Linked DNA regions of Capra hircus: region 2 is linked to region 1. The links are chromatin contacts, called in public Hi-C maps. All regions are on one chromosome and are shown on one strand. The core of a region is the stretch at or near the end of the contact, and the rest is flanking DNA. Distances in the headings are between cores, read along the strand shown. Region 1 has its middle 15 kb from the start of SMC3. Region 2 holds the start of DUSP5 (dual specificity protein phosphatase 5).

What was found. Hi-C and Micro-C count contacts between places; a contact is called where the count stands out from the background.
Region 2: a Hi-C map of blood shows a contact between it and region 1, with 2.0 times the contacts expected there. The contact joins the promoter of DUSP5 here to the enhancer-like site in region 1. A contact is called at or near these places in 2 of 5 Hi-C or Micro-C datasets (both in blood).

The regions. Positions count from the first base shown.
Region 1 is chr26:20,899,039-20,902,323 of ARS1.2, forward strand. No RefSeq gene overlaps it. Among named protein-coding and RNA genes, the nearest start is that of SMC3, 15 kb to the left of the region's middle. Within about 2 kb of position 1,558, at least 2 of the 5 cell types and tissues checked have an H3K27ac peak or open chromatin away from gene starts, as enhancers often do.
Region 2 is chr26:20,934,716-20,937,924 of ARS1.2, forward strand. It overlaps DUSP5 (dual specificity protein phosphatase 5), which reads right to left and starts at 1,665. Exons shown (of 4, transcript XM_018041694.1): 1 at 1,097-1,665. The coding sequence starts at 1,475.

The DNA of each region.
Region 1 (3,285 bases), core at 308-2,807:
CCTGCAGGGTTGGTGCCAAAACTTCCAAGGCAAGTTTAAGCTTGCCTTCCTTGTGGGAAGAGAAATTCTTCTCCTCAAAGTCCCCAATAGAACCCCAGAGGCCAACCCACATTTGGGTTGACCACTAGCCTGGAGCAAGTCTCATGAATGCTTTCTTTCCAAGGTGCTTGGAATTCCCGCCCTAGCATCACTGGACTGGGAGGGAGCTTAGAGTACCCCTTCCAGACTCCCTCTCCCACACAACCCATCCTCGTCATGGGGACTTCTGACCTCGTGTGGGTGGGAACACACCAAGGACCAGGCACTCCTTTCCTGGGCAGCCCACTCAGTGGTCATACAACACACACGGTGAGAAAGCTCTTCCCTCTACTAGACAGCACGCATGGCCCAGTGACACCCATCCACTGTCCCCAGGGCAGGATTATCCAACAGGCTGACCATCAGGGCTGTTGGAACAGCAAGGTGGAGGCATCTGAAAGCATAAAAACAATTTCAAGGGACACTGATATGTGATAACTATTTTTAAAAAGAGAAGGAAAAAAAGCACTAAAGTGGTTCATGAGAAAACTCAGAACTTTATTGGACTTCTTTATACTTGTTTTTAGGAATTAGATGCTTAATTTTGTATTACCTTTGAGGGGAGGGTGGGCAAGAAACACCTTTAGAGGCTTACGACTTCAAAAGATCTTAAACAATGTTCCTGGATTCCTTTACCCAGAGGAAGTGTCCCCCACCAGTCAGCCTCTCAAATATCTGATGACTTCTTCCGCTCTCACACTCAACCTTCCTTGCAGTTTGTCAACCTCCAGGAAGCCTGTTCTGAGCAACTGGGAGAGGACTGGGGTTTCCCCCGAGACACACAACCCCATCTGTGTTTGTCTTTCCACACAGAGTCCTGAACCCTGTGCTTAGAGACAGCAGTATGCCTTGAGTGGGTGCCCACGAGGTGCCCACGGGGTCAGTGACTACTCCTTACTTCATGGCTGAGGCTTGAACATCCACCCACCTGTCCCCGTCAGTCTTACATCACCCGTCTGGAGGGATGGGGTCCTGGTTTGCCTCCTTACCCAGCCCCAGGACAACCAGGGTCCCACTGGGCTCTCCGCAGCAGGGGTGTGGAACAGGGCTGAAGCTGAGAGCTTGCGCCCCTCAGCCTGGTAGGCTAAGGGCACAGGAAAGCTGACTAAGTCTCCCTAGCAGCGGGGAGGGGGGAGTGGTCATGCATACCGTGGCTCTTATTACTAAACAGGGCATGGCAGAGTGAGGGCTCTGGAGCACAGAGGACCCTGAATGAAACAGGAAGTGGTCACTGTGATTCAACCACGGAGCTTTTTCCTGACTGTCGTCTGTTGGGAGTGACACAGCTTTGGGGGAAAGTCACTGTGCTGAGGTGGGGGTGTGGGTGGGTGGGGGTGGGGGTTCAAGGTATGGGCTGGGGCTGCCACAGAAACCGGGCGGTGAAACCTGGTAGGACAGCAGGCTCCTTCCTGTAGCATTGTCATCTCCAGTGAGCCAGCCAGCACCAATCCCCGCCATGTGGGGAAAAGTTTCTCTGTAGAGGGGATGGCTTCCAGGAGGCAGCATCTCTCTGCCTTCCTGGAGTCAGAGACCCTATTTACTAAAGCTACCATTGGTACAGGTTACTTGACTTCTCTGAGCCTCCATTTCCTTAACAAAATAATGGGAATACTAATGGAGTCCACTAAGCTTTGCTACTTGTTACCACTAACAGCTTTGTCCTTGGACTGCAAGGAGATCCAACCAGTCCATTCTAAAGGAGATCAGTCCTGAATATTTATTGGAAGGACTGATGCTGAAACTGAAGCTCTAATACTTTGGCCACCTGATGCGCAGAACTGACTCATTTGAAAAGACCCTGATGCTGGGAAAGATTGAAGGCAGGAGGAGAAGGGGACGACAGAGGATGAGATGGTTGGATGGCATCACCAACTCAATAGACATGAGTTTGTGTAAACTCCGGGAGTTGGTGATGGACAGGGAGGCCTGGTGTGCTGCAGTCCGTGGGGTCACAAAGAGTTGGACACGACCGAGCGACTGAACTGAACAGCTTTGTTGTGAAAATCAAATAAGATGTTATGTTTATTATTTTAAAAAGTGATTGGTATATGGTAGGCAGTAATAAACAATAGCTATTCTAATTTTGTATTTATTATAATCAGGGACTTCTAGAAGTGGACATCTTAACTTGAATAATCCATTTGGAAGAAAAGAAATCTGAGGTATTAAGAAGGTAGTGATGTTTCCAAAGTCTCACATTGCTAACCAGAGGCACACCTATGTCTGGAACCGAGGTCTCCTGCTTCTTGGCCCCTTTCCCTCTTTCTCTCTTGCCCCCTGCCCCCTGCATCCCTTCTTCTTCATCATCTACCAGTAACTGGGTTCCTGTTACATGCCATTCATTTAATGTATATGATATCAATTAAGTCTCAGAGAAGGTAGGCAAAATTGTTCCAGCTTTCAGATTCCATGTCATTTATCATGCTTCCATCCATCCTCTCATCAATTCCTTTAAAACTCTTTGCTCAGCACCTCCTCCAGGAAGTCATCTTTGATTAAATCTTCCCCAGGATTCTACTCCTTCCCAAAAAACCTTGCCCTCTCAACTATTAGCTGACAGTCTGATTTAGCAGATACATCTTGCAATCATCAACAACCAATGTAAACATATACAAAAGGACAAGCATATGAAGGACAATGTCCTTCAACCATGGGTCTTACAAATTGTAACTTTAAAAACTATTTTAAATACTCTTAAACATAAAGTAGTAGCCATCACTTTTTTGAGTATTTATTTTATGCCAGACTCTCTTCTGATTGATTCACATGGAATATCTTTTAGGATGTGCACCATTTTAAAAGTCTTTATTGAATTTGTTACAATATTGCTTCTGTTTTCTGTTTTGTTTTTTTTTGCTGCAAAGCATGTGGGATCTCAGCTCCCAGACAAGGGATGGAACCCACACTCTCTGCATTGGAAGATGAAGTCTTAACCAGTGGACCCCCAGGGAGGTTCCCACATGGAATGTCTTTAGGTGTGCATTTATAACATTCTCAGCAAACGAGAAGAATTCCTCGGAAGTTCCCTTTCTTCCAAGGTGTTCCTTGGCTCTGAGAAGCTCTCCTGAGGCAGCAGCAGCTTGTGGGCGTCTTCCGCCCTTGGGAGAGTCCCAGGGTGGGGGACCCAGAATAGAGGGGGGCAAATATCCTAGGCACATCCAGGGACAACTGGCCAAACACATTCATTGTGTTGTGACGTATTTCTGA
Region 2 (3,209 bases), core at 415-2,914, 36 kb after region 1:
GCACTGTTCTAAAACAGCGCCCTCACGCTCTCAGCTCACCGCACCTTAGTTCTGAATCCCAGCTATGTTATATCTCAAGGCGATCTCCCAGAGCTGGCTGGGCTGAGTCCTCATCGTCTCTTCCCTATAGGCTAAGCCTTCCATACACCTGAGATTAAAACGGACTCAAATAAAAGGTGGCAGCAATCACAGGAAGTGATCCAGAAATCAATACTCTGGAATTTGACAGTAAATCACCCACCCACCAGCAAAGTCATCTCCCCCAGCAGGTGTAACGTGCAGACTGGAGAAGCAGCTACTGGAGGGTCTCAAACCAAATGCGCCGCAGTCCCCTTCACAAGCACCCTGTGGCTCCTCTCCTAGGTCCTGGCTCGCCCGCTAACCTGCCGCCAGCCCCCGGGAGACCGCGTTAGGTGCCCCAGCTCTGGCCCACGACCAGTCCAGGGGATGATTCCAGGGCAGGAGAGAGAAGGTGAAAAAGAGTGGGAAGACTAAAGACTGCCAGCTCCAAATGGAGCTGGCCTGGGAGGGGAGAAGGGGACGCCGAGGAACAATAAAAAGCAATAAAATGAAATGAAAAGGAAGAGAGGGGAGGGACTCGCCAGGGTCAAAAAGGCAAGAGAGTCGATGAAGACACAGCCTAACATACATTAATTGTCCAGGCGGGAGGAAAGGGGACACCGCGGCGCCACGCTCCTGGGGAGGTGGTGGCGACCCGCGGATCCCTTCAGATCTGTCCATTAGGAAGGCTCCAGAGCGTCGGCCCCAGCGAAAGACATGAAGCCGGGGCCGGGAAACCCGGCTCGTGCTGGGCGCTCCCTAACTGCTAAGAAGCAGCGCCCCCAGCAGCGTGCAGCAACCCCACCCCCCCGGGCAGCCAGGCCGTCAAACGCTTTCGAGGAACACAGGTGGGGACGGAGAAGCTGCGAGCGCTGACACCGGTCGTGGCCTTCCCGGCGCACGTCAAGCCCCAGGGTGCAGAACTTCCCCGGCGCCAGGATCGAGGAAGGCGCCGGCGCCAGCAGGGGACCCCAGAGCCCGGGGCCGTCCTGGCGCGGGGGGGTGACCGAGGACCCGCGGCTCCGACGCAGCTCACCTTTGAGGAAGTAAACCCGCGGGCCGGCGGGCAGGCAGGCGAGCAGCGAGGTGAGCACCACGCGCGCGGCGCTCTCTTCGCGCAGCTTCTGCCAGTGCCGGCTGCCCTGGTCCAGCACGACCACGGCCGCCACGCCGCCGCCGCCCTCCTGCAGCAGCCGCGCGCGCGCCGCCTCGTCGGGCAGCACGTAGCGCGCCGACACCGCGCCGCCGCGGGCCCGCCGCAACACCACCGAGTTGAGGTTGACGTTCAGCGAGCCGCGCACGCTCGAGGCGGCGAAGGCCAGGTAGGGCCGGCAGTCGAGCACCACACAGCGCGCCGCCGCCTCCTTGCGAAGCATCTTGCGCAGTTGGCGCCCGTCGAGCGATGTGACCTTCATGCCGCCGCCCAGCGGCCCCGCGCCGTGCGCGCCGCAGGTGCCCACAGCCAGGGTGCCCGCCGGCGAGGCCCAGCAGGACGACCCCACGGGGCTGCGGCCGGCCGACCGAGCCCGGCGCCGGAGCGGACGCTCAACTCTTCTTTCCCGCTCCGCACGCTCGGCGCCCGGCCCGGCCACTTGCTGCCGCAGAAGCCGGGGATTCCGCCGGCAGCGCAGCGTTTTATGTGAATGGGTTTGTGGCATGTGACGTGGCTGCCCATATAAGGCGGAATATGGGTATTTCCCCGCCCCTTCGGGCCGCGGCCACGCCCCTAGGGGGCGGGACGCGCGGGGCGGGCGCCCCAGCGTTAGTCAGCCCGAGAAAGAGGAAGTGGAAGGCGCCTCGCTGTGTTCTCTGCGGCGCTGCGCGCAGACACTCACTTGCGCATCACCGGGGACTGCCGGTGGGTTGTCAGGAATGCCAGGAGGCCGAGGTGACCCACGCTGTGCGGGAAGAGGAGGAAGCGGAGGAGGCAGAGCTAGCGTCGCACCATAGGCTTTGAGTTTCATAGACGTAGGTTCTGGACCTGCTGGGGGCTGTGCCTGACAGTGCGGTAGGCAGAGCTAGGGGCGCCCTCGGCCGTGCCCCCAGATGAATCAGAAGCAGATTTCAGGCGTTACGGAAGTCTTTACGCGGGAAATGAAATGATAGCGGGAATTTGCTTCGAAGTCTGAGTTATTGATGACTCAAGTTTGGGCTTGTATTGGTAATCATTGGAGCTTGGTGATGGGTACCTGGGTGTTCATTATACTGTTTTCTCTACTTTATATTTTGAAGTTTTCCACCGTAAAAGTACCCGAAAGTAAAAATAGGAAGAGAAGGGCCAGCAGTTAATCTCCCCAAATGGATTCTGCCCTCAAAGGATTGATGGTCCTTTTCTTTGTCACACTCCCAGATAAAAATTAGAATGGTTGTAAGGACCTATTATTGTACAGCACTTGAAACTCTACTTAATGTTTTGTGACAGCCTGGATGGGAGGGGGGCGTTTGGGGAAGAATGGATACATGTATATGTATGGCTGAGGTCCTTTGCTGTTCACCTGAAACTACCACAACATTGTTAATCGGCTATCAGTTCAGTTCAGTTCAGTCGCTCAGTCATGTCCGACTCTTTGCAACCCCATGAATTGGCTATACCCCCCAATAAAAAAAAAAAAAGCTAAAATTTCACTGAAAAAAAAAAATAGAATGGTTTTTTGAGGAACCATTTTCTGTCACCCAGAAAATATCTGTGGTGAACTCAGCTGCAGCGTCAGCATGCACTGTTGATGGAGCTCAGCCCAGCCAACTGTCCAGGTGGCTTCTGGGATTTAGGGGATTATCTGTGGATAAAGTATAATCCCAGGCTGTCTGCCCCCACTAGTCCCCAGCAGCTTTAGGCTTCCCATCCCCAGTCTTGGGGAACTGGACACACTCACCCATTCAGCAAGTATTTATTGAGGGGCAGCTCTGTGCCCTGATAGCTGCAGAGACACTCTTAGGGAAACAGGCTTCTCCCTCTATCTCAGGACTAACCGTTTTACTGTGAGCCTGAGAGGAGAGGGGACTGCCTGATGGAAAATAGGCTGCCTCCACTAGGGAGGGGCTTGTTTGCTATAAAGGGGAATGACGTTTTTTTAGAAGGAAGCAGAAATTGAATTCTGAAATCAAATGCAATCACACCAGACACCAGCTAGCTGGCCATTGCCTCTGGG